Linked DNA regions of Mus musculus: regions 2, 3, 4, 5, 6 and 7 are each linked to region 1. The links are chromatin contacts, called in public ChIA-PET, Hi-C, HiCAR-type, HiChIP or PLAC-seq and promoter capture Hi-C maps. All regions are on one chromosome and are shown on one strand. Each heading gives the region's core, a stretch centred on a gene start, on an enhancer-like site or on the middle of the called end of the contact. The rest is flanking DNA. Distances are from core to core; before and after follow the strand shown. Region 1 holds the start of Zfand3 (zinc finger, AN1-type domain 3). Region 2 holds the start of BC004004 (cDNA sequence BC004004). Region 3 overlaps Dnah8 (dynein, axonemal, heavy chain 8). Region 4 holds the start of Mtch1 (mitochondrial carrier 1). Region 5 holds the start of Dnah8 (dynein, axonemal, heavy chain 8). Region 6 overlaps Glo1 (glyoxalase 1). Region 7 overlaps Btbd9 (BTB (POZ) domain containing 9).

Region 1 (3,513 bases), core at 453-2,952:
CTCAAATTCACAAAAACCTGCCAGCCTCTGCCTCAGGATGGCTGTGACTAAAGGCACGTACCATTATGCCCACCCAGCTCCTATGCACTTTTGACAGTTGTTCTATTGAAGGCGCGTGAATGTTCACAAAATCAGAATTAAACACTGTGGCGTTAAAGTTTTGTGATCATTGTCTTCCCTCAGTTGTACTGTTGCAAGGATTCTAAACTCAGTGTAATTCCTGGTTTTTAGGTATTTAGAGGCCATGAGAATGGATGTCAGCGGAAACAAACTCAGAGAATGCCCAAACTGATATAAAGGAAAGGAAAAGTACTATTTGGTAATAAAGTTAGTCTAAGTAATATTCTCTGGGGCTGGGTTCCCTTGGAGTTGAGAGGGTACATGGTAGCCTTCCCGTAAGTTCTGGACTTTTAAGTTGGCTCCAAACCCCTTAAGGTCAGGTCACTTCTCCAAGAGTTCTGGTGGACGTTTCTTTTGTGTTCAAATTAGTGATCGCTAGTGGACTATTCTGGTCACCGCTGACTGGAGAACAGAAAGAATTTAGGACTGTGGTAAGGAATATTAAAGAATTCTTTCAACGGCTCAAGTTTGGCCACTTATTAATGTCCAGTAGGGATCAAGTTAAATCTTCTCCCCCAAACCAACCATATTTACCCCAGGGAGGTTTTCCAAATCAAGATAGTGGGAGTGGACCTGGGGTACTCCAACTGAGGACATCAGAGGGGTGAAACACTTGGGCAAGTTCCTTCTGCCCCACGACTTGCTATCTAGAGATGTTCCTGAAATTCATTTATGGCAGGACGGAGGCCACTTTTCCGGGGGAACTGTCTGAGTGGGTTGGGAGTAGGGGAAATGGGAAGCGAGATTCTCCGGCGGCTGGCAGTTTGGGGAGGAACGCTTCGCGGCACTCATCAGGGGCGCGAGAACAGTGGCCTTGAAGACCCAGACGGCCAGCGGTGAACGCAGGACACCTAGGCAACTTCCGGGTTTGGAAACGCTCCACCCAGCTCTGGACAGACTACCAGGTCTCCAGGCGCATGCGCCGCCGCTCTGGGACCGACCCAAGTCACCCCAAACAACTAATTGGGCCCCCGGCCCGCTTGGGGCGTACCATTTGTCTCAGCTGGGGGGTGGAGGCAAAGCTCCCCCACAGGACTCTGAAACCCGCTCTCCTTCCTCAGCCAGGAGCGCAGGCTAGCTCTCGTAAAAGTCCTGGGAAGATGGAGGGCTGAGAGGCGGCTCGCACGAGGAACTCGGGAGGAGCACGCACCGCCCAGCCTCCGAGGCTCTGAACAAAGTGGCACGCCCGGATCCCAGCTGATCCGTCGGGCTCCGGCGGCGGCGGTGGCTCCCCCGGGCGAGACCATCGCGCCGCCTCGGGAGGGGTGTCCGCCTCGGGGAGGGGGCGGAGCGGCCATTGTCCGGTCAGCGCAGTCTACGGGGCGGGGGAGGGGATTACGGAGCGAGCGGGGGCCCGGGGCGTCACAGCCGGCCGCTGCGACTCCACTGCCGGCGGGGGCTACGGGTTCCTCCCCACCCAGCCCCGGACCCGCCAGCGCCGCCGCACGGGACAGCGCCGTGGCTGGGGGGCGGCGGAGAGAGCCGCCAAGGCCGCCAGATCTCCCCGGCTCGCACGGCCCAGCCCCTCCTCCGCAGCTCCCCTCCCTCTCCTCGCCGCGCCCCCCCCCTCCGCAGGCCGAGTGGTGCGGCCCGCCTCCAGCTGACCCGCCTGGAATCCCGGCTCGGAGCTCCGGACTCGCGCCCGCCTGCGCGCCCGCTCCCTCCCCCTCCCCCCGCCCCGCGCCCCCCGCCGCTGCCGCCGCCGCCTCCGCTTCCTCCGAGGGGGGCTCAGGCCCAGCCGCCGTCGCCTCCGAGCTCCGCCGCCGCCGCCGCCGAGCACCATGGGAGACGCCGGGAGCGAGCGCAGCAAAGCGCCCAGCCTGCCGCCTCGCTGTCCCTGCGGCTTCTGGGGGTAAGTGTGGGGGCAGGGGCGCGGGCTCGGGCCTCGGGGTGGCGGTGGGGACCCGAGGGAGGCCAGAGCCCCGGGAAGCTGGGCCGCGGAAGCCGGGCCTCGGGGGAGCGGGCGGGGACCGCGGCCTCGGCCTGAGGAGGGCTGCGGGAAGGGGACGCTGGTGGGGGGGGGGGGAGGAGGAAGAAGAGGAGGAATAGGAATAAGAGGAGCAGGAGGACCAGGACCGCTCGGGCCGCGCTACCCTCTGTGGGACTCGCTGGCCCGAGGCCGGCTTGGGGTGAGGGGCCACGGGTGAGCCGGAGGGACGAGGTGGCGGCGCTGGCACTTCTGACGGGGCAGGGTTGCCCCTTTTCCTTTTCCCTTGGCCTGTGGAGGCCAGTCCGCCTCCCCCTCATCTTGGTATGAGTTGGTGCCCAGCCATCAGGAGGGTATTTCCTCTGACTTTTTCACCTCCCCTCCTCCCTGCTGCTCCCCGGGAGATTTGCATCATCACTTCCTAAATTATATCTCAGTCCCCATTTGCTTTTAGGAAGCTGTTCACACGTCATACGTTTGAACAGATCCAGGGTCCAGAATTTGGGCTTGGGGTGTAAAGTTAAAAGGCATTGTTGAGGGTCTTACTTTTTAATCTAAAACATGTTTCAGGGAGTCTGTAAAATTACTCTGTCCAAAAAAACCCCTCCTCCACCACCACCACCACCACTACCACCACCACCACCACTATCACCATCATCACCACCATCATCATAACCACCAGCAACAACAAACAACAACAAGGAATCCCCCAAACAGATAAACACCCCTACCCAACTAAACCGAACCGAAAACAGAAACTTCTCAACAGAACCTCCAGCCAGCCTAGCTTGTGGAATGTGAGAGTTGCCTTCCTTCCTTGGCTCTCAAATTCTCTTTCCCTATTAAAAATTTTCTTTTTAAATGTTCACTACACAGAGTATAGAATTCCATGCCTCATTAGGGTGAGTTGGGGGAAGTTACAAATAGATTAGATAGATAGATGGGACCCCCCCACTCCTACCAGCAGTTATAGTTGGTCCTTGGAACACTTTGGGTTTTCTAGATTGTCACCTAACAAGCAATGGTCACAGCTCATGACTAGTTCTGTGTAAGGTTACTGGAGAGTTACAGCAGCTTTTGAGAGTCAGGCTTTTTATCCTTTTTAAAGATTGTGTTGGGATGTATATGAACGAAATTGGCTGTTTCTAGTGAAGATACCCTGGGAAGTAGCTATTTTATACTCCAGGAATGGTTGATAAAGAAATTAAAGACATGCTTAGGAGTGAAGAAGAGTAGAAAGTGCAGTGTAATGCAGATCTCTGGAAGGTTTCAAGTGTATCCTTTCAAAAAATTCTTCAGAGGAGGATAGGGATCTAGGACAAGTTGTAGCCTTAGCAGAAATTCCAAAGATGTAACAGTGTTTTAGCCGTAGAGTCTTCTTTGAATTTTAATTTGATTTAAAACATTTTAAAAGTTTATTTTGAACTTTATTATGAAAAAAAAAGTTGGAAAAAAACCACACATCA
Region 2 (3,513 bases), core at 341-2,840, 740 kb before region 1:
TCTCTCCAGCCCTTCCCCCCTCCAGCCCTGTTCAAGAGAACAGCTAGAGATGCCTTGGAAAGAAACTCCCCAAAGCAGCCCAGTCTGTGAAACACCTTTTTTTTTTTTTTTTTTTTTTTTTTTTGGTTTTTCAAGACAGGGTTTCGCTGTGTAGCCCTGGCTGTCCTGGAGCTCACTCTGTAGACCAGGCTGGCCTTGAACTCAGAAATCTGCCTGCCTCTGCCTCCCGAGTGCTGGGATAAAAGGCTTGCGCTACCACTGCAAGGCTAGCCCTAAATTCTTAAAGACATTCTCTGTTCTCTTCCAGCCTGTCATCTAAGGAGGCTGCCACTCTGATCGTCACTGTTCTCTGTAAAGCTGGTGTCCTTAGGGAAACAGAACTGTACCTCTTCAGTGCAGTCTCACCTGTCTCTCTTTGCCTTGCAGCTTCAAGTGATGGGAACTCTGCTAACCCCAGTTCTCTCACTCGGTGAGGTTCTGAAAAGGGGACTTTGAGAATTTCCAAGGCCACCATAGATGAATTTAGGCTCCATATATTCTCCTTTTTAGTTTTTTTGTTTTTTTGTTTATTTGGTTTTTCGAGACAGGGTTTCTCTGTATAGCCCTGCCTGTCCTGGAACTCACTCTGCCCGGCAGCTACAGACAGTTCTAAGCCATTGTGTGGGTGCTGGAAAGTGAACTCTGGTCTTTTTCTGGAGCAGCAGGTGCTTGTAACTCCGGAGCCCTTTCTCTAGCCTGTGTAACTGTCATTTTAAGGGGTTAAAAACAAAGTCAGTTCTGGCAGGCTTAGTATGTCAGCTGAGGGTACAGGTAGTAGTGGGTGTCAGGAAAGGAGACTTATTTGTGCCTGTATGGGGAGAGCGTAGAGTGGCCTGGTGGCCTGGAGTCTTTGCTCTGGTTCATCTGACCCCATCTCACAGTCACCATGGCTTTTGAGTTATAGCATCAGGGCTGAGCCCAGCATTTTGTTTCAGGTCCCCGGGTAGAAATCAGTTAAAGGTTCTGATATAGAGGCTTGAGAGATGGCTTGGCTGTTCAGAAAGCTGTTTTCCCAAAGAATTTGAGTTCAGTTCCCAGAATCTATATCATTCTGCTCACAGTTGTCTGTAAGTCCAGTTCCATGGGATCCGGTGCCTCTGAAGACACTTATGTGCATGGAGAAGCGTACACATACTACACACACACACACACACACACACACACACACATATACAAACAGTTGCTGACTGCCACTCCCTATTTGTGAGAGAAACCTGCAGTCAGTTAACCAGCTCCATAAACCTGTTTGGCTGGTTCATGGTCAGGTGTTGTGAGAATGTTCATGTTACAATATATAATTCTTGAAGCAGTTTCCTAAGAGTACAGTGCTTAGTGATGCTTACCACAGAACCAGCAGTCAATAGATACAAACGAGTGAGCCAAGTGTAAATGGGAATGAATTGAGTCAATGAGTCCGGACCCCTAAAAAAATTTTTTTATTATTATTATTATTGTTGTTATTAATATTTTGAGACTTCTACGACTGAGAAGGCGCAGTAGTGCCATCTGGACGTCAGGGGGAGCAAGAGCACAAGCTTTTCAGATACCGCGAGATTTGCCCCGCGCCCCGCGCCCCGCGACCTCGCCAGATCTGTTTCGGAACCTGGGGCGCAAGGAGCTTTTCCTTTGTGTTCCAGCCCTGGCCGGCGGCGCGAGAACCACTTCCGGGTCGCGCTGCCGGAAGCAGGAAGTTGTTGGCCCACCCTCCTCGCCCGGCGGCTGCTGTCCCCGAGGCGGGAGGAGCCCGAGAGGGCGCGGGCCCGCATGTGAGTGACTGGGGCCCGAGGCCGGGAGGGGGGAGGCCGGCCGCCCTCCGCGGCCGCCGCTGCCTCGCGCCGCCCTCCTCGCCGCTCCCGTCCGCGTTCTGCTGACTGACAGCACCCCCGACCGCTCCCCGGGGCAGATCCCCTCTGACATCTTTCCCGAGGCTCCGCGGGGAGGGTGACGGGGTCCGACACTGCTCGAACTTGGTTCGCAGACGTGGCGGCCGTGTCCGAAAGCCCTGACCCCGCTTGCCAACCTGTCACAGATGCCTTAGCGTCACCCCTGAATGGCCCCTTCTTAGACATCTTAGCCCAAATGTTAAGGAGGAAGTACTTAATTTAATTTTATTTATTTTAATGTGGACTTAATGTGATAAACTTGGCGTCTCAGAACGTGGCATGGCACACTGACCCGTTTGCAGTCAATCGCCTGCCAGTACGAGAAAAATAAGCTGCCTAGTGTTTCCTTGCATTTTAAGACTTAAACCTTGCAAGCCATGTGTCGTGAGTATGCTATGTCAGAAACATAAAGGGACACGTTTGTCTTTTCACAGTGCCAGGCACAATGTCTTTCACAATGGAAGTACAGATTCACAAACTGGGTTTCGTTGGCTGCAATTTTGCCAAGATTTCGAGATTTCCCTTGACAGCTGGCCATCACCGAAAATAGAATATATCATTCCAGTCTTCACTGGTGATATTAACTCTCACCGGAGACTACACATCCCACAGTAATTATATGTCTATGTAGGCTATTGAATAGCTGTGTAAGGGGTAAAGAGGCCACAGGAGTTCTAAGAGGCCTTACATGAAGCAGAAGACAGATGTAAAGAGAAAGACAAGTATTCATGATAAGGTATGAAGGCTTTGGAGCTGAGGGAGGCCCGGAGCTAGACTTCACCATTGAGGTGAGCTTGGGAATGAACTGGAAGATGGTCCAGAAGGACACACAGGTGGCCACATCAACAGTGGCAGGAAGGGGAGGATCTTGAGCTCCAGAGATTGGTAGGAGTTCTCTGCTGTCAGCCTTTAATGAACACACTCGTGGTTACACGGGCAATGGGGGCTCTTGTCATTATAGCTTTAGAAGTGTTCATGGGGCTCAAGTGAAGGTGATCGATTTTTGCCACTTTCTAGGGCATATGATAAGTTGGTTTTATTTAGTGTATTTGATAATGGATCTCCTGGTGTGAATTCAGTACCCTTATGTGTTCATAGAGTTCTAATTTATTTTGATAAGTTATGGTTGGTTGGTTGGTTGGTTTGGTTTGGTTTTCCTCCCTGGCTAGCCTGGAACTCACTCTGTAAACCAGGCTGGTCTCCAGCCCTCCTCTGCCTCCCAAGTGTTGGGATTAAAGGCGTGTGTCACCTCATCTGGCAGCCTCGATAGGCCTATAGGTGGAAAACTCTGTTTATTAACTTTTAGAAGTAAGTGGTTGTCAGTCCGTTCTGCGTGAGAGACGCTAACAGGTGGTGGAACCCTATGCACAGTGAGGCGTGGTGTGGTCTTCCTGCTTCTGCATTCCCACTTAAAATAGAGCCAAACGCTGCTTTTATAGAATGGAGTCACCTCGGGCAAGGTACAACCTGAAAACTGCTGTTTCACACAGTATGAAGTAACACATAACAAGGCACACACAGCTTACAACCCCACACATTTTATGATCTGAAAGCCTGTATCACTTTGGTATCGAATGTTCTGTAGTCATCG
Region 3 (3,513 bases), core at 494-2,993, 650 kb after region 1:
AATTGAAGCACAGTGAGATATTTAGGTTGATAATTGGATTCTTATACAAATTTTGATTCCTTAGAACTGGCGGGATTTGGACGCACGAATCACCGACTCCGCTAATGAATCAAAGGATAACGTGCGCTATTTGTACACCCTGGAGAAAGTGTGTCAGCCCCTCTATAACTACGACCTGGTGAGCACGCTCCTGATGGTGGGGTTTTCTAGGGTCTGGAGGGGTGGCTCAGAGTCCAGAAGACTAAGAATCAGGGTTCCTAAAGTTAACTTGCACTGTTAAAGCATTTGGCCGCAGCGTGTGGTCGCAGCCGTTGGAAGCAAACCGGGATCACGTGTATGATAGAATTTACTTCCTGTATCTGGATGACTTTAGGTTTCCATGGCACACGGGATACAGAACCTGATCAATGCCATCAGAATGATTCACAGTGTGTCGAGGTATTATAATACATCAGAGAGGATGACGTCATTATTCATCAAGGTGAGCGCCTTTGTCTTCGTAGTCATAGTCCTAGTCTTAGTCGGCAGTGGCAGCTGCGGCGGCAGTGGTGTGGTGGTGTGTGTGTTTGATGTTGGCATGCCACAGCAGCCCGGGGAGGTCAGAGGATACTTTGTAGGGTCTGTTCTGTTCTACCTCTCCCTGTGTTCCTGGGAATGAACCCAGGTTGCCTGGCTTGTGAGGCAAGTGCCTTGACTTGCTGAGCCATCTTACCAGCCCACCATGGCGAGTTCTCTCCCTCCCGCTCCCTCTCCCCCTCTGCCCAGGATGTTTCCCAGGCTGGTCTCAAATTCTTTTATGTTGTGGAGGGCAGATGACCTTGAACCTCTGATGCCCCTGCCTCTATCTCCTGAGGTTCACCTGTCTGAAGTGATGGAACCCAAGGTTTTGAGCATGCAGGGCAAGCATTGATCTGTAGTCCTCCACTCAACCATCTTTTTCCCTTTTTAAAAAAAAAAAAATTTTTTTATGTGCATCTGTGTTTTGCCTGTATATGCATTCTGTGTTTTGCATTTGTACGTGCCTTAGTGAGGATGTTGGGTCCTGGAACTGGAGTTGCAGACAGCTGTGAGCTGCCACATGGGTGCTGGGAATTGAACCCCGGTCCTTTGGAAGAACAGTCAGTGCTCTTAACTGCTGAGCCAACTCTCTAACCCTCTCCTGTAACCTTTTTAAGTGGCTGTCATTCATTACTTTGGACTAGGTCAGGACTTAAATGGAAGTGTACTAGACAAATAGAAAATGTGTTTGACTTTGGGAGTCATGACCCCAGGGACAGTGACATAATTGCAGTAGGTAAATGTTTTGGGTTTTCTTTATTTTGATTTCATTTGTGTTTTGTTTGTTGTTGTTTTTAATTTTGTGACTTATGTACTCCACAAATTAATTATTTATCGCATGTATTATGCTTTTAAACGCCATTCACCTATAGCCACTTTGTACCTACCTTTATTTTAGGTGACAAATCAGATGGTAACAGCCTGCAAAGCATACATTACTGACGGCGGAACAAACCATGTGTGGGACCAGGAAACGCCAGCTGTACTAAAAAAAATCCAGGTTTGTAAAAGCGTTTCATTTTTCATAAAGCAAAGCTCTCAACTGGCAGCTCAATCTTGTTCCCTTTGTTCATTCATGAAACCGTGCTCCCTCGGAAGCCGTCACGGAGTAGTGTGGGAATATAAAAGAGGATTGTCATAGTTCACTCTGGTGGAGTCAGAGAGCTGGCTCAGTGGTAGAGAGCGCCGTGAGAATCCGGAACCCTTTGGCTCTGTAGGCGCCTGCACGCATGCGCAATGCTCCCTTCCCCTGGACGACTCAAAGTAACAAAGTATTTTATAAGTCAACAATGAGAAGAGCAAGTTAAAGTAGCAGGAGAAGTGAAAAAACTAACTGAAGTGGGCTCTGACTGGCAGGTGTGCAGTGTTGGACAGCAACACTAACCAGCCCAGAAGAGACCCGGGCAGATGCCCCTCCCCCTGCCCCGCCCCCAGTAGCCTTAGACAAGTACCTGTGCTCAAATTACAGAAGGAAAATAGGAAGCTGAGGCACTTATTCTAGAAGTGTGGAGAAACTGGGCTAAGGATGTAGCTGGATTGGTAGAAAGCTTACTAAGCGTGCATAAACCTCTGGGCCTCCTCTCTGGCATCCCATAAAAGAGGCCTGGAGGCACATCGCTGTTGCCCTAGTGTGGGGTTGGTAGAGATGGGAACATTGGGAATTCAAGGTCAACTTTGGCTACACAGGGAGCTTGAGGCCACCCTGGGCTACATGGGATTCCTGTTCTCAAACAACAGCAACAGAAGGTGAAGAAATGGATGGGCAAAGGGAAAAATAGTTGTGAGGAGGACTCATCTGCCGTTATTCATTGAGGTTGTAGCTATCTCTTCTCCTGCATACATTCACGTGGGACTTGATTGTCAGTCCTGAGAAGCACAGATTCTTTTCCTGGGATCAAGAGCACTAACAGACAAAGAGAAGAACCATCAAACACCGAGAAGCAAAACAGCTCTCAGTAACTTAAGGAATGAGCTCAGGGGCCTCAAGCAACAGGGAGCTACCTTCAGGGAGACATGAACATCTGGACACAGCTTTCTCCCTTTGACAGCAGAGCACAAGCGTTTGGAAGATGCTTTGAAATGTGTCCAGAGACTACACCTAACAAGTGGAGACAAAAACAAAACAAAACAAAACAAAAAAAACCTAACTAGATAAAAAATAAAATAAAAATAAATAAATAAATAAAAGAAACTGCACGTGCCAGGACAGGATCATTTATCCGAAGGGAAGATGAGCTGAGCCAGGGAAGGCTCAGAGTGCCAGAGTGAGCAAAGAAAAAAGTCTCAGAAAAAAACAAACCTAGAAGTGCCCCGGAACCAGTGCAAAGGGCAAGGACAGCCAAGAAATAGGGAATGGCTCTTAGTCAGGGTTCCATTGTGGCTTCGAGACACCGTGACCACGTGTCTCGGAAAGGACATTTAACTGGGGCTGGCCTACAGGTTCAGAGGTTCAGTCCATTATCCAGGCAGGAACATGGCAGCATCCAAGCAGGCATGATGCTGGAGGAGCTGAGAGTTCTACAGCTTCATCTGAAGGCTGCTAATGGAAGACTGGCTTCCAGGCAGCTAGGATGAGGGTCTTAAAGCCCACATCCACAGTGACACACCTACTCCAACAAGGCCATACTTTCTAATAGTGACACTCCCTGGGCTGAGCATAGACAAACCATAACAGTATCTTCTCCCAACTTCTTGTTTTTTTTTTGTTTTTTTTTTTTTTTTTTAATGATCCACTAAGTCCATTTAATACACTGGTATGGGACTGTCCCCAGGAGCTGAGAATCCCACTTGTAGCCAAAGCCTTCTGAAAGAAGGACATTCCACACCTACAAGCATAATCTGTCAGCAATAAGAGGGGGGGCCTGGAGCTCACCCTCCTCATCCAAGCCTGATGTCTGGCTGGCTCGATCTCGTGCAGGTCCTACTCAGGGAACTGCAGCGGCCAAGAGTTAATAA
Region 4 (3,513 bases), core at 359-2,858, 660 kb before region 1:
CCCAGCAGCGACTCCCATTCTTAAGGCCTTCTCATTCCAAATGTATTTCTAATTCTCTCAGTTCTATGACAAGGATAGTACAATAATCTTCACACTCACTTGCCTTAAATCAAACCTCAAATCTTAGCTGGGTCTCCAACTCAATCCTCACCACCCATCCCCCACTCCTTTGGAAAATGCTAGGCTTCATCTTTGATTATCAGTCTGAGCCTGAACCACGCCAATCAAAACTCTCCCCACCTCCATCACACACCCACCCAATTCTGCCAAATGCACAACACCTCCTTCCAACCAGATCCCTCCTCCCCCTTTACCCTTTCCTCATCCTCTATTGGAGTGAATTGCTGCCAACAAGCAAAAAAGCGTTTAGGTGCCCAAGCATCCTTGAATCCAGACATCCCTACCTTTGCTCCAGCTTTGACAACCCTTACCTATTGTGCCTATCCCCATTTTCTGCCCATTCCCAACCCACGCAGACACAATTACTTCAATTCCTTCCTTCCTCCACTAAATGCGTCATCCCATTCTCCCCTTCCCCCTAAAAGCCGCCTCCTGGCTCCCCTTTCCAGACACCGCTCCACTCCCCCCCTCCACCAATGCGGAGGCCCCTCCTCCCACCAAATCTGTCGTCGCCATCAAATCTACAGGCTCCTTCTCAAGTAAACCGATAGCTCTTCCCTGCTGCATTCTTTCCCTCTGAAATTTTTGGCCCTGCTGCCCACTCCTTTGTCCCTCAAAGCTTTCATCCATCTCTATAAATCCAGAGCCCCGCTGTCCTCTGCCCCAAATGTACTCACCTTCTAAACACGTCGCTTTTGTACCCAGCCAGCCCTCATCTACCCATTCACCAAAACTTCTCGGCCCTCCCCCAATCCTGTGGCTTCTTTCCGCACCCCAAATCCATTACCCTTCGGAATTTCAAGCTCACTGCCTTCGACTACTTATCTCCCACATCTCATCGCCTTTCCCTGCACCCCCAAATCCCTTCCTACCCCACGTCTGTCACTCACGTCCCTTCGCTCCCTCCCAGCACCTCCAAATCGCTTCCTTTCCCACGTCAATCACTCAGATCCCTCAGCCCCCTCCCTGCACCCCCACACCGCACATCCCATCCACATCCTCCCGCCGCGCCCCCCGCCCCACCTGGATCAGCAGCTTCACGTAGAGCAGCGGGTGACTGAGAGCCGTCACGCCCGCGCCCAGCGCCACGAACAGCGCCTCGGTGGTCGGGGCGTTGTCCCCGGAGCCCGGGGCGCCCGGGCCGCCGTCCATCCTGCGCGCCGACGGCTGAGCCGCGGGCCGAGGATGGCGAGGGTGCGCGCGGTGCGCGGGTGGCGGGTCCCGAGCGCGGGCCTCGACTCCGGCCGGCGCGCCGCCCCGAGCTCCTGCACCAGCTCCGGCTCCCGCCATCCCCGCGGCGCCGCCGGGAGCCCAAGGCGCCACTTCCGGGTCCGAAGCCCCCATGGCGCCAGGCGTGGAGGTCACTCCCCGTCACGTGGTGCTGGCCACGCCCCGAACGTCAAGGGGAGGGTCCTGGCAGCACCACTCACGCCGCGGGGCGAGGGGGCATGGCGGGCGGGCGAGTGTTGTTCCTTGGTGCTCCCGGGCCCGCCTCCTCCGGCCCGGGGCGGGTTCTTTGCAGCTCTGTGCCCGCCCCTTTGCGGACCAGGCCAGTCACCGCAATCGTGCCTACGAGTCTCAGTCTGTGTGCCCTGCTTCTGCACTCCTTCAGCACGATCCCGGGACCTGTGTAGAAACCCCTCAATAGTTGAGTAACTCACAGCTGCTGAGGGCTGGGAGCACTCTTTGCCTGTGCACTTATGAAGGCCCGGTGCTGGCTGCGTTTAGTTACTAAATAACTAGGCCTGGGAGAGCTCTAGTCTAGTGCCTGGAGCATAGTGCTACGCATGCCTTGAGAGCAATTCTTAGGGCCACCTTCCAGGAAGGTGCTTACTCCAGCCGGTGATTTGTTTCCACCTCTGAACAAGCACAGCAGCTCTCAGCTGGTCTTGAACTGCCCAATAATAGAGTCTTCTGGTAATGGACCTCAGAGTCAGCAGGGACCCTTTGGTCCCTAGCAAGGGACCTTGTCCTCTTGCTAGTTTGCAAGGAAGGTCTTTGGAATGGTCAGATATTTGCACCCTCCCTGATTGCCCGTGGTGTAGGTTTTACCTCACGTTCCTGACACTTGCCCACGCAAATACTTTCCATCTGTGGGCTTTTCCTCCGTATTGTCCCCAGTGCCTTGTTTTTCCGATCTGTATTTGACTGTCCCCCATTGGACCGTGTTTTTGTATGGCCCATTCCGAATGTGGCTCCCTGTACCGTACTACCGTGTACTGTACTGTGTTGTATCATATTGTATTGTCTGGCATTAATATCTATCTTCTATCACCGCAAATATAGGAATGCATAGAAAGTATATCTTCAGGGAAACCATTCCTAAGGGAATGAATGAAGCAAACAAAGTAACAATCCAGTGCAGTGGCACACACCTGTAAAGTAAGCCCGATACTCAGGAGGCAGAGGCATCAGGATAGGAGTTCAAGGCCAGACTGAGCTGTGCACCATGCTACATCAATTTCCTTGGCTGCAATTGATAGCTGGCTGTTAGCAATCACAATTCTTTCATTCACATCTTAGTTACTAATATTATCTCAAGATACAGATCACACTGTGATTATAAGTGTGTGTGTGTGTGTGTGTGTGTGTGTGACAGAATGACTTCAAAGGGTTACAAAGGCCACAAATCTCAACAATTTGAAAGAGTCCTTACTGGAGGCAGAGGCAGAGAAAGCCACTTCTGAGGTTAGATATTAACCAGTCCATCTGGAGAACGGCTCAGGAAGGGCAGAGCTGCTGAGGGCTTGCAGGACTGGGTACAGGTGGGTGAGCAGATGGACAGACAGATGGATGGTAATTCAAACAGGCCACATCAAACACTGGGAACCCAGCTAAACTGAAGCCCCTGGGATTGCCAGGACTTCTCATTCCTCTGTCCCTTGACAATATACACTGAGTGGTCAAAAGATAGGCCTGACGTCCAGAGTTAGGTGTCTTCCTTTCTATGAGGTCCAGGTGAGAGAGTATTGTACCCTTCCCTAGTATGATGGTTTGTATATTCTTGGGCCAGGGAGTAGCACCATTTGGAGTTGTAGCTTTGTTGGAATAGGTGTGACCTGGTTGGAGTAGGTGTGTCACTGTGAGTGTGGGCTTAATACTCTCACCCTAGGTCAGTCTTCCACTAGAAGCCTTTGGATGAAGACATAGAACTCTCAGCTCTGCCTGCGCCATGCCTGCCTGGATATTGCCATGCTCCTGCCTTGATGATAATGGACTGAACCTCTGAACCTGTAAGCCAGCCCCAATTAAATGATTTTTTATAAGACTTGCCTTGGGCATGGTGTCTGTTCACAGCAGTAAAACCCTAACTAATATACCTGGTCTGGCATGTCACATTCTGAGGCCTGGTTTATTTTGTTTTATGGGCAAGAGTGTTTTGTTTGCATTTCA
Region 5 (3,513 bases), core at 753-3,252, 620 kb after region 1:
CTATGTTCAGAGCATAGGCATGTGAAGACCGTTGAGGCTCTTCTGGCCTTCACAGGCGCGTGCACGTATTTGCCCTTGCTTGCAGGAACACACACACACACACACACACACACACACACACACACACCCTTCCTTTCAGACTTGTTTTCCATTCTTATGCTTAATGGCAATTCTCCCACAGCTCAAACTTCTCATCACAGAATTCACCTAAATTGCTGAGCTAGCTGTGGCTTTTCTGGCTTCCCTGCCTTTGTCCCCCAACAGGACCCACCTTCTTCACTTCTGCATAGACCACACCCCTCTTCCTTCCTTTTCTTCTGTTAATTTATTTTATGACTCCGGGTGCTTTGTCTGCACGTATATCTGTGTACTACCTGCATGCCTGGTACCCACAGATGCCAGAAGAGGGCATCAGATCCCTTCATACTGGGGTGATAAATGATTGTGAGCCACCCTGTGGGTGCTGGGAATCAATCTAGGTCCTCTGGAGGAGCCACCAGTGCTCTTAACAGCTGAGCCATCTCTCCAGCCCCTGGATCCAACAGTCTATTGACATTAACCCACGTTGGCTGTATTTAACAGTGCATCTTAGCTGCTTTCCTTTAGAGGAGCTCCTTACTTTGAGGTGTAGCTGTGAGATCAAAGAGAAACTGGGGACTAATGGCTAACTGAGGTGCCTATTAGCATACCAAATAGGCTAATTGTGTAGCCTGTTAGCTTCCCACTCTCAACCTGACTTCCCACTTTCAACATCACAAATACCCATTGCAGAGTCCATGCTGGTATACTGGCTCTTCACACCATGCCCGCCCCCTACCCTAAACTTCTCCCCCCCAAGGGACTTGCCTTCCCTCAGCTTCTCTTTACTGCCATTTTAGCTATGTTCCTCACAGACCCCTCTTGGGCCCCTCTCCTTTGTCTTCCTCTAGGTCTTCCTGTTTCTCTCTTGTCCCCCCTCCCCCCTCCCCTCCCCTCCCCCCATCCCATTCAGTCTACTGGCCATCTTTAGTCTACTACTTTCTTCCCCAGCTCTGGACTCTTCCACATGCCTCTGGCAGGGCTCTCCTTCATATTTATAATAAAAATTTTATTTTCGGGCTGGTGAGATGGCTCAGTGGGTAAGAGCACCTGACTGCTCTTCTGAAGGTCCGGAGTTCAAATCCCAGCAACCACATGGTGGCTCACAACCATCTGTAATGAGGTCTTATGCCTTCTTCTGGCATTTGGGCATACATGTGGGTAGAACACTCATATAAATAAATAAATAAATAAATAAATAAATAAATAAATAAATCCTTTTTTCTTTTTAAATTATTATTTTCTTTATTTACATTTCAAATGCTATCCCCAAAGCCCCCTATACCCTCCTCCCGCCCTGCTCCCCAAAATAAATAAATCTAAAAAAAAAATCTCTGTACCCTTCCAGCAGGACACACCTGAGACTTGGCTTTATGGGTGTCAAACAATAGATCCTGTATTTAAAACTGGATCGAGTCTGAGGTTTTTATCCCAGGACTCTCAAAGTCTATAACACCAATTATCATATCCCTTTTCCTTCATGCTCCTCAGCCTATCCCCAGTCACTCATAGCAAACTAACACATTTATGTAATTCCATTATACAAATATAACACTATGCAGTTTCCGGAAATGCAAAGTCCACAGAAAACATTGTTAACAGTTTGCACAGCTCTATGACATTTTCCCCCTCAAAGATTTCTAGAATGCTCTCAAGATACTGGAACATGATTGAATTCTCACAGGGGCCCCACCCTCACAATTCCCATCTCTGCTGTGCCCAGAGTACCCTAAACAAAGTTTCAGTTCATCAACTGCATAGGTGAGTTACCTGATGATGGTCAAGCTCTGGCCCCCATAGCGAGGCACCCGAGGCACCCGAGGCACCCGCGGGCGCGCAGCATCTTGCAGGAGCCAGCGCGTGAGGCGCCTCGCCCAACTTCCTTTGAACTCTCAACGGCTGAGCCACCGCCCAACTTCCTTTGTACTCTCAACGGCTGCGCCCCGAGTGGCAGCAGAGACTGGGGGCAGCTCTACCAGAGCAGCCACTGTTGGGACCTGCTTTGGCGGTCTAAGGTTCAAGACAGCCTCCCACCAGTTTACAGGCAGGCGAGTGAGTGGTGGATGCGAAGCTTGGAGTGGCGGATGTAGAAGCTACCACCTGGGAAGTGCCGGGATCCTGTCAGGTGCTGGTGAGACCTGTCAATCCACGTCTGAGTATCTTACTCCACAACCCCGCCAGCTCCTTTCAAAAAGTGAAAGTTAGAAGTTAGTGGTGAGGCACCTGGCAGTACATGTATGTATGGTGGGGGTGTGGGGGACGGAGTTGAAGGAAAGAAACAAGGAGGGATGGGGAAGGAGAAAGAAAAGAAACCAGGAGGGAGGGAAAAAAGCTGGGAGAGAGGGAGGAAAGGAGGGAGGGAGGGAGGGAGGGAGGGATTCAAAGACAAAACCAAACCAAACCATGGCTTACCATTTAAGAGTACTTGCTGGTTTTGCTGAGGCCCAGAGTGGTGTTCCCAGCGCCTATGTTCAGAGCATAGGCATGTGAAGACCGTTGAGGCTCTTCTGGCCTTCACAGGCGCGTGCACGTATTTGCCCTTGCTTGCAGGAACACACACACACACACACACACACACACACACACACACACACACACACACACCCTTCCTTTCAGACTTGTTTTCCATTCTTATGCTTAATGGCAATTCTCCCACAGCTCAAACTTCTCATCACAGAATTCACCTAAATTGCTGAGCTAGCTGTGGCTTTTCTGGCTTCCCTGCCTTTGTCCCCCAACAGGACCCACCTTCTTCACTTCTGCATAGACCACACCCCTCTTCCTTCCTTTTCTTCTGTTAATTTATTTTATGACTCCGGGTGCTTTGTCTGCACGTATATCTGTGTACTACCTGCATGCCTGGTACCCACAGATGCCAGAAGAGGGCATCAGATCCCTTCATACTGGGGTGATAAATGATTGTGAGCCACCCTGTGGGTGCTGGGAATCAATCTAGGTCCTCTGGAGGAGCCACCAGTGCTCTTAACAGCTGAGCCATCTCTCCAGCCCCTGGATCCAACAGTCTATTGACATTAACCCACGTTGGCTGTATTTAACAGTGCATCTTAGCTGCTTTCCTTTAGAGGAGCTCCTTACTTTGAGGTGTAGCTGTGAGATCAAAGAGAAACTGGGGACTAATGGCTAACTGAGGTGCCTATTAGCATACCAAATAGGCTAATTGTGTAGCCTGTTAGCTTCCCACTCTCAACCTGACTTCCCACTTTCAACATCACAAATACCCATTGCAGAGTCCATGCTGGTATACTGGCTCTTCACACCATGCCCGCCCCCTACCCTAAACTTCTCCCCCCCAAGGGACTTGCCTTCCCTCAGCTTCTCTTTACTGCCATTTTAGCTATGTTCCTCACAGACCCCTCTTGGGCCCCTCTCCTTTGTCTTCCTCTAGGTCTTCCTGTTTCTCTCTTGTCCCCCCTC
Region 6 (3,513 bases), core at 729-3,228, 590 kb after region 1:
TTCCTGTGACCCACCTTTTGATATCTGGTCTTTCTCCTGAATGTACTTCATTCCCCCAAATCTTTTGATTTGACATTTTCTTTCCCATGCTTTTTCAACCATAGAAGCTACCTGGCTTAGTCTGTACAGACTCATGTGTATCCCTGGTTCAGCGCAAACTTCTTTTGAATCCTTTCAGGCCTCAAGACCAGCCTTTTACACAAAGGGACTTGCTGCCCAGACCTTTATGTACTAAACAGTGTTAGCTTTATTTCAGCCTATGATGTGTTTAAACTGCTCACATAGATCACCAAGTGCCCATAGCTGTGTAGCGCTTGGCATTGCCCACGCCCGTCTTCCACTGCAGCAGGCAGGAAACTTCGCTGCAGTCTGACCTCAAATTGGGTTTTGTCCTCCAGTTGTTGAGTCTTCAAATCACCTCTGAGAATCCATTAATCCTGTCAGCAGGGAAGACCACAGAGCTAATGCCCGACATCTGACTCAGCACTGAACATAACATGCTACGTGATTACAAGCATCATGAAGACCATGGGGTGGGGAAGACTCCCTCCAATGTGGGGCTCACTCACAGGTGTCCCCTAGAGCAGCCTTGTACTATTGACCTCTGTGCTTCTTTCTCTGTGGTATTCAAGCCCAAGTGTGAGCAGAGAGCATAGGCCAGACTCCCGGCAGGTTCCTCAGTAGGGCAGGAGGTACCATGAGGCATAGGCATAACCCAGCTACTAGAAACACTGACCGCCCAAGCCTTCAGACCAATCAGGTGGCTTTGTCTGTCGTAACCACAGTACTCATTATTTACATAAAGGATGCTACAGCATGGCCCATTGTCTAATCCCTTCCTCCTCCGTATTCCCAGAAAAGTAAAGTTAGTCCTTGAATTCTGAAAGTACTTTATACATACAAAAAAAAAGAAAAAAGAAAAAAAGAAAATTAGTATTTCTATCTGTGTCCTTGTCAGCATGATTCCGAATTGCTCTCAGGAGTACCTTCTCTTTTGTAAGATAAACACTATGCTGTTTGAAGTACACACAAAAAAATCTCATTTCTGTTCACTGCTCTGTACTTCCCATTATGGAAAGTTATTTCTGAGGAACTGAAACCCCAGAAGGTAACAGACCCCAAAAAGAAACATTTGAAACAAAATTCTAAATGATGAATCAGAAACAGACTTGAGCAGTCTTTAAGAGACAGGCAGTAGCAACTGTGATCTCTAAAGGGAGCTGTTCTAATTATTATCTTAAATGTAAAGTCACACAACTTTGTCAAGGTCATAAGATAAATTGCTACTTGAAAATTAGGTTGGCAAAACAGAGGGGAGATTTTTAAAAACCCACTGAATCAGGACAATGAAAAGGGTTTCAGGAGGATTTGAACTGGAGCAGAGAGACCCATCAGTCCCCAACGCTTCTGGTCGCCGCAGCATCTTGAATCACGCTGTTTCTTTTCCACGCCGCTTTGTTCCCGCTGTCCCCCATACCTCAAAGGCACATTCTCCCGAAACTAAATAATCGTTGCTATTTTGTTAGGATTCAGAATCTCAATCCAGTAGCCGTCAGGGTCTTGAATGAACGCCAGTCCTTTCATTTTCCCTGTATAATGAACACTTTTCATTACTAGAAGGCACATTAAAAACAAAACAAAACAAAACACGTTTTCATTACAATTTTAATTTGCACTTGAATAAAATACGTTGTTGATAGCTTTCACTCTAAAAGGTTTGTTTCACCGTAGCACGGTTATCCCAATGCCTAGAATGTGACCTACCAGAACCTAGGAACAGCTCTATTAAGTACCCAGTCCTTGCCTCACTTTGAGGTCACCATGTCACCAATCACAGAAATGATTTAGGAAGGAAGAGAAGATAGAGAGATGCTCAAGGGAGCAGGCAACGTGGCCTCTCTGCACAACTGAGACAACGGCGGCTTGGGTCACGCAAACCCTATTAGACAATATCCTGGGGTAACCTAAGCCCTGTCAATCAGACTGTGGCTCCTGGGGATTGTAACCAAGATGGAGTTGTTCACTTAGACGTATGGATGTGCCCTGAGAGATTGATTTATTTGGAGACTAAGATGCTGAACTCATTTGACTCTTGTTTCTGCCTCCTGACCCCAAGGTCAAGGAATACAGATCAGGGCAAAACAGAGAAACAGTGAAGCAATCTCCAGGAAGACGGCTGAGGAGGAACGGGTGAGCATGGCCTGCTGATTTAACCTGATCCAGACAGAGGGTAGTTTAGAGTCAGAACAGGAGCTCTGAACGTGTGGCTGAGCGAGAATAAACAAGATGTTTGTTTCTGCCCCGCCCCCAAGGTAATCAGAGCCAGCCCTCACACTGGAAGGACCTCTGCTACTGACTGCCAGGCGCCCTCAAGAGTCAAGGGGGACACAATGCTTGTCTAATGAGGAAACCAGAAGGAATAAACCTGCTAACTTCGGTATCCCTCCACCCCCACCCCCTCCCCCACCCACACATCCAAGGCCAGGGATGAAGACAGCAGACCTGTCTCCTACAAAGGCTGCTTTGCGCTGAGGGGGAAAAGCCTCTGTTGAGAAGAGTTGTCATTTCCAGTAGGCAGGAAACCCAGCCCAGGGCTCATCCAGCCTGTCTTCCTGAAATCAGGGGAATCCTTGGGGACTATTCTCTTCTGCCAGTCATGTGGCCTGGTGGATTACAGCAGCTTACAGTTGTTGGAAAAAATAGCTCAGAGGCAAAACTAACTAATCCAAGAACATAATTAAATATACAATTGAGCATAATCACATATTTAAAGACAAAAACAAAACAGTGGATTATTTGAATTATCCATGAAATATTAGGACAGTGGGCAAAGGGCTACTAGAATATATAGATGTGATGAGCACTATGAACTATCACAGTGTTAACTAAGCCCAGGAAAATGTTAGGGAGCCAAGGGATGAGAACAGTAGCAATGACCCTACAAATCAGGGGAAAACAGCGCCCTGTCAATGTAGAGAATACAAGGGAAGAGGCCTGCTCATGCGCATCACACACAGACACAAAGAAAACTCAGAATAGATACATTTGAGGGGGGAAAGTAACTGGTAAGTAACTGGTAAGCCAAAAGTCTCCAGAAAAAAAAAAAAATAAAGTGCAAAGGAATATCAGCATCCTGACGGCAGATTTATCAAGGATTCCGTGTTTTCAAGAGTGAGGGGAAACAAACCTGGTATCCTCAGCAGAACGCATCTATCTGTGCCTGGTTTGCATTCATCAGTCTCAGAAATCAATCCTCACAAAACTTTAGGAAAGGGTCCCGGTGGAGATGCTAAGACGGGGAAATGTGAAAGATGCTTCAAGGGAGAAATGGAGGAAAGGAGGCTCAAAGAACCGCACTATATTATCTTTGAAAAAAAATGTGAAGACCAAAGAAAAAGACAACAATCCAGGAAACCAGGTCAGGTACCAGCAGCTGATCTGAATGGAGGGCAAGCTGCTTCCTCACTGAAAAGATCCCATAGCAAGTGATTTACTTGAAACAATTTTATTAAA
Region 7 (3,513 bases), core at 280-2,779, 550 kb after region 1:
TTAAGAATTAGCTACATGTATCCAAACTGCAATCCTTGGGAGGCAAGAACAACCTGCTTCCTGCAAATTTAATGAAGTATAAAACAGGTGCCCCACCTTGTCGGGTCTCAGGGCGTGAATATAAAATCCCAACTCAGCTGCACAAGATGGAGCCTGTCAACATTCACCCTCGAGAAGAGCAGGGCTCAGAAGGCCCACCCTTCCAAGCACTTACAGGCAGGGATGTAATAGTAGGGGGAGGGCTCTGGAGGCGCCACTGTCCTCCATGAGTAGAGGCAGCTAATGACTCCTAGGAAAGGAGACATTTCCTCAATGCTAGGCCCACTGGTAAGTTACCCACACTCCTATAAACAACCCTAATTAAACTCACTGGTTTGCAAAACAAAACCACAGGAGGTAGAAGCATACTGGGAGCCGGATCCTGGGGAGTTGCAGCGGGACTAGAAAGGGCAAGTGGGGGTGGGTATGTTGCATATCATATGCAAACTATATGATATGCATATATGAGTATGTCACGATGTAGGTGATTATGTGTATGTGAATAAAACAGACATAAGTAATTTAAATATCTCCATTATTTAAACTAAATGCTTTAATTACAAAGTTTTCCTTGGGGCTGGAGGGAAGTTAAGAGCACTTTGGCTCTTGGAGAGGACTGACCGGCTACCAAAGGCCTCATTGGGCAGCTCACAACCACGTGGAACTCTAGCTCCAGGCAACCCAATGCCCTCCTTTGACCTCTGTGGCTTATCTGTGCACATCCACAAGATATATTCACAAAGGCACACGCACACAAATATTTTTTTAAGTGAAAGGGGAATATGGTTTCCTTTCCTCTAGTCTCAGTCAGCCCCAATTACTAGTGGCTACTTCCCAGCTTTCTTTTCAAATAGGGTTAAGCACAGCAAAGCACTGTGCTGTGCAGAGTTCCCCACTGTTCTCAGGCTAGACACACTGCAGTACAGGGAGCGCAGTGCAGCCCTCAGAGCCCACACAGCTCAGCCACAGCACTGCAGCACCTCACCACCAAACAAAACTCCCGCTCTCCTGTTCGTGGGGACAGAAACCACTGGTCCTCTTCCTAACCCTTCGGTGCCATTTACTTTGGAGGAGCCTGTGTGCTTCTTTCTAGTGGGCTGAGGCCTCTGGGAGAAACTGAAAGAATGAAAATTGAGAAGGAAGCCATTCACAGGGCTCAGTTCCAGGGATATCTGCTTCTCAACTAGCACTCACGAACTGGTGAAGGCTCACCACACTCTGAGCTAAGCACAGCACAGCCACAGGAGACTCTGAAAGAGGAGGTGACAGTGACTCCTGAATACCAAGAATTCCTCTCTCTTCACTGTGTAGGTTACCCAGAGCTCATACATCAGAAGATAAGTAACTATCCTTCCCCATGACCTCCCTCCACTGTATATTTCACTGTATATTTCAGTATAAGGCATTCACAGTTCCTGGAGTTGTCAAGTCTTTTCCCTAGAAACTGCTGGAGTGGTGGGTGGCCCACAAGTGCCTCTCTACTCTGAAGGTGTCTATGGAATGCAGCCAGAGCAAACAAAGCATACTGAGTAATTCCCTGTTTGGAACGGGAAAGGCACCTCACAACTTCAGGATGATATGAGAGCAAACTTCTCCACTGGTACCCCAACTCCACCTAAACCCCAGTCAGAAAAGAGGAGCTGGAGTTGGGGGGGGGGGCTTTTTTTTTTCAATGCCTCTTCTGCTGGCTGACTCCTCTACAGACTAATGTCTGACTCCTGTCCTCTGAAGCTGCAGTGACAGTGGCCTTATAACAACACACATGGCTACTGAGCTAGTCCTGTGGCTAGTCCAAAGAAAACCACTGTCAAAGCTGGAAATACACATCATATTGCAAAGACTCAGCACTGCACTTCACTCAGCAGATGGGAAAACACTATTCTAGATCTGAGGACTCATCAGTCACTTCCCCGGCTCCCTGTACTTTCTCCTTCACATGGTTCCTGGGCTTTTGCAAGTGCACACAGGGCAGCATCCATCACACCTCTGGAGGCAGCGGGGCTTTAGAACAGGGCATCAGAGGATATCGAAAGTGATGGTGCACGCCTTTAATCCCAGCACTCGGGAGGCAGAGGCAGGCAGATTTCTGAGTTCGAGGCCAGCCTGCGAAAAAAACAAACAGAAAGAAAGAAAGAAAGAAAGAAAGAAAGAAAGAAAGAAAAAAATTTACACTGCCTGGGTTCAAGCCTTGGCAGCACCATTTAATAGGCTGTAGCTTTGGACATATTAGTTAACATCCTCCCAAACTACACTTTTTAAATATTCTTTATAAAGAATTATTATGTCTGTGTATGGGGGAGGGGCAAACGAGTCACAGCATATGGGAGTGGAAGTCAGATAACTCTTTGGGGTCCCTTGGGCTCCAGGGATCTAACAGAGGTTGTCAAGCCTGGGTGACAAGCACTTTACCTGCTGTGAACCATCTCACTGGCCTAAACTTCCCTTTTGTCTTCTACACAATGTAAGTAATAGAGAAACACTACTGTCCTGCATGCAAGGAAACCTCACCCATTTACTACAGTTATGACCACCGCCACCCACCACCAGTACACATGAAAAAAAGGACAGAGCTAACAGGAGCTGGAAAGATGGAAGAAGGGTAGCAACCGTGGCAACTCCAGAGCTGACGCTCTGATTAGTGCCAAAGAGATACAGTGGAAAGGCCCATGTTGGCATATAAAGAACTAAAGAGACTGAAATCAGAGCCACAGACACAAGCTCTATGGAAAAGTCCTGTGTTCGATTTCGATTCACCATCCTCAGTGTTCCCACATAACTCAGAAAACATGACTACACAGGGGCAGAGGAACCAACTGCTGTCCACAGTTGTGTAGGGGCATTAGCTAGGGCTCTGGGCAACCTAGCGACTACACTTGAAGTCTTCTGAACTCCATTCCACCTATCAATGTTCACAGCTCCTACCATGCATACTGCCAAGGAATGGAAACGATCATGCCCCTACATAGGCACTGATTTCGCTGGCCCTAGCCCAGCCTCCTCACGTGTTCAACCCACAGTGGAAGCCAGGATGTGGTACTGCTGGGTTTCTAAGATGCCATCCACTGTCTCCTGTTACCACTGCAGGCATTAGCAGCCAGAGAACTCGTGGACTCCAATTTAGGAGAATAATCGTTGAATGCCTGCTATCTGTTACCCGTTTCTTTTTAGATTATTATATTTATTAATGGGAGGAGTCGGGGACAATTTTCAAGAGCAGGTTCTCCTTCCACTTGTGGCCTCGGGGATCAAGCTCATCGGGTTCAACGGCAATGAGCAAAGCTTCCCCACACCACACCACCCTGCCAGCTCAATCTCATTTCTTTTTCTATCATGTTGGAAGCGGATCTTTGAAGATTCACATTAGCATTATATTTTTACTATATCCTTTTTTAAAATGGACTTGAGGCTGGAAAACCTCACAACTTCCATTTTTTCATGATCCTCCTCAATTATCAGTTATTAAGCAAGTCCTCT

What was found. Promoter capture Hi-C pulls out the DNA fragments that hold promoters and counts their contacts. A called contact is a pair of places that touch in the nucleus more often than the background predicts. ChIA-PET counts read pairs in DNA pulled down with a chosen protein or histone mark. HiCAR-type assays count read pairs that join an accessible place to other places. HiChIP or PLAC-seq counts read pairs in DNA pulled down with a chosen protein or histone mark.
Region 2: an RNA polymerase II ChIA-PET map of memory CD8 T cells shows a contact between it and region 1, with 14 read pairs. The contact joins the promoter of BC004004 here to the promoter of Zfand3 in region 1. A contact is called at or near these places in 1 of 484 Hi-C or Micro-C datasets (erythroblasts), 3 of 115 datasets of contacts at active chromatin or transcription factors (bone marrow-derived macrophages, memory CD8 T cells and pancreatic cancer cells) and 1 of 9 other capture datasets (adipose tissue).
Region 3: a Hi-C map of liver shows a contact between it and region 1, with 2.7 times the contacts expected there. The contact joins the enhancer-like site here to the promoter of Zfand3 in region 1. A contact is called at or near these places in 3 of 39 promoter capture datasets (embryonic stem cells and hippocampal neurons), 1 of 484 Hi-C or Micro-C datasets (liver), 8 of 115 datasets of contacts at active chromatin or transcription factors (bone marrow-derived macrophages, embryonic forebrain, embryonic midbrain and 3 more) and 1 of 9 other capture datasets (adipose tissue).
Region 4: a promoter capture Hi-C map of erythroid cells shows a contact between it and region 1, with 12 times the contacts expected there. The contact joins the promoter of Mtch1 here to the promoter of Zfand3 in region 1. A contact is called at or near these places in 1 of 39 promoter capture datasets (erythroid cells) and 2 of 115 datasets of contacts at active chromatin or transcription factors (memory CD8 T cells and stem cell-derived neural progenitor cells).
Region 5: a contact with region 1 is called in an H3K27ac HiChIP or PLAC-seq map of embryonic stem cells, with 8 read pairs. The contact joins the promoter of Dnah8 here to the promoter of Zfand3 in region 1. A contact is called at or near these places in 8 of 115 datasets of contacts at active chromatin or transcription factors (bone marrow-derived macrophages, differentiating embryonic stem cells, embryonic midbrain and 3 more) and 1 of 9 other capture datasets (embryonic stem cells).
Region 6: a HiCAR-type map of embryonic stem cells shows a contact between it and region 1, with 4 times the contacts expected there. The contact joins the enhancer-like site here to the promoter of Zfand3 in region 1. A contact is called at or near these places in 8 of 39 promoter capture datasets (the HPC-7 cell line, HPC-7-derived erythroid cells, cranial neural crest and 5 more), 3 of 484 Hi-C or Micro-C datasets (the HPC-5 cell line, cortical neurons and muscle stem cells), 20 of 115 datasets of contacts at active chromatin or transcription factors (the NIH/3T3 cell line, bone marrow-derived macrophages, differentiating embryonic stem cells and 12 more) and 1 of 9 other capture datasets (pancreatic islet).
Region 7: a contact with region 1 is called in an H3K27ac HiChIP or PLAC-seq map of embryonic stem cells, with 5 times the contacts expected there. The contact joins the enhancer-like site here to the promoter of Zfand3 in region 1. A contact is called at or near these places in 3 of 39 promoter capture datasets (the HPC-7 cell line, cranial neural crest and embryonic stem cells), 12 of 115 datasets of contacts at active chromatin or transcription factors (bone marrow-derived macrophages, embryonic hindbrain, embryonic stem cells and 4 more) and 3 of 9 other capture datasets (adipose tissue, embryonic stem cells and liver).

What each region holds. Positions count from the first base shown.
Region 1 is chr17:30,003,337-30,006,849 of GRCm38.p6, forward strand. Zfand3 (zinc finger, AN1-type domain 3) reads left to right here and starts at 1,703. Exons shown (of 6, transcript NM_001356265.1): 1 at 1,703-1,972. The coding sequence starts at 1,902.
Region 2 is chr17:29,267,198-29,270,710 of GRCm38.p6, forward strand. It overlaps BC004004 (cDNA sequence BC004004), which reads left to right and starts at 1,591. Exons shown (of 9, transcript NM_030561.3): 1 at 1,591-1,805.
Region 3 is chr17:30,656,513-30,660,025 of GRCm38.p6, forward strand. Dnah8 (dynein, axonemal, heavy chain 8) reads left to right here. Exons shown (of 93, transcript NM_013811.3): 9 at 65-178; 10 at 374-481; 11 at 1,457-1,558. Among named protein-coding and RNA genes, the nearest start is that of Dnah8, 31 kb to the left of the region's middle. Within about 2 kb of position 1,744, at least 105 of the 459 cell types and tissues checked have an H3K27ac peak or open chromatin away from gene starts, as enhancers often do. A contact at or near this core is called in adipose tissue, embryonic forebrain and liver, where this site is marked.
Region 4 is chr17:29,346,324-29,349,836 of GRCm38.p6, forward strand. Mtch1 (mitochondrial carrier 1) reads right to left here and starts at 1,609. Exons shown (of 12, transcript NM_019880.4): 1 at 1,144-1,609. The coding sequence starts at 1,464.
Region 5 is chr17:30,624,934-30,628,446 of GRCm38.p6, forward strand. It overlaps Dnah8 (dynein, axonemal, heavy chain 8), which reads left to right and starts at 2,003. Exons shown (of 93, transcript NM_013811.3): 1 at 2,003-2,209. 1700097N02Rik (RIKEN cDNA 1700097N02 gene) reads right to left here and starts at 1,972. Exons shown (of 4, transcript NR_045287.1): 1 at 1,849-1,972.
Region 6 is chr17:30,592,638-30,596,150 of GRCm38.p6, forward strand. It overlaps Glo1 (glyoxalase 1), which reads right to left. Exons shown (of 6, transcript NM_025374.3): 6 at 224-1,589. The coding sequence ends at 1,501. Among named protein-coding and RNA genes, the nearest start is that of Btbd9, 18 kb to the left of the region's middle. Within about 2 kb of position 1,979, at least 18 of the 459 cell types and tissues checked have an H3K27ac peak or open chromatin away from gene starts, as enhancers often do. A contact at or near this core is called in embryonic stem cells, where this site is marked.
Region 7 is chr17:30,549,397-30,552,909 of GRCm38.p6, forward strand. All of the region lies in intron 1 of Btbd9 (BTB (POZ) domain containing 9), which reads right to left. Among named protein-coding and RNA genes, the nearest start is that of Btbd9, 25 kb to the right of the region's middle. RefSeq lists an enhancer at 1-3,154. Within about 2 kb of position 1,530, at least 60 of the 459 cell types and tissues checked have an H3K27ac peak or open chromatin away from gene starts, as enhancers often do. A contact at or near this core is called in the HPC-7 cell line, embryonic stem cells and pancreatic cancer cells, where this site is marked.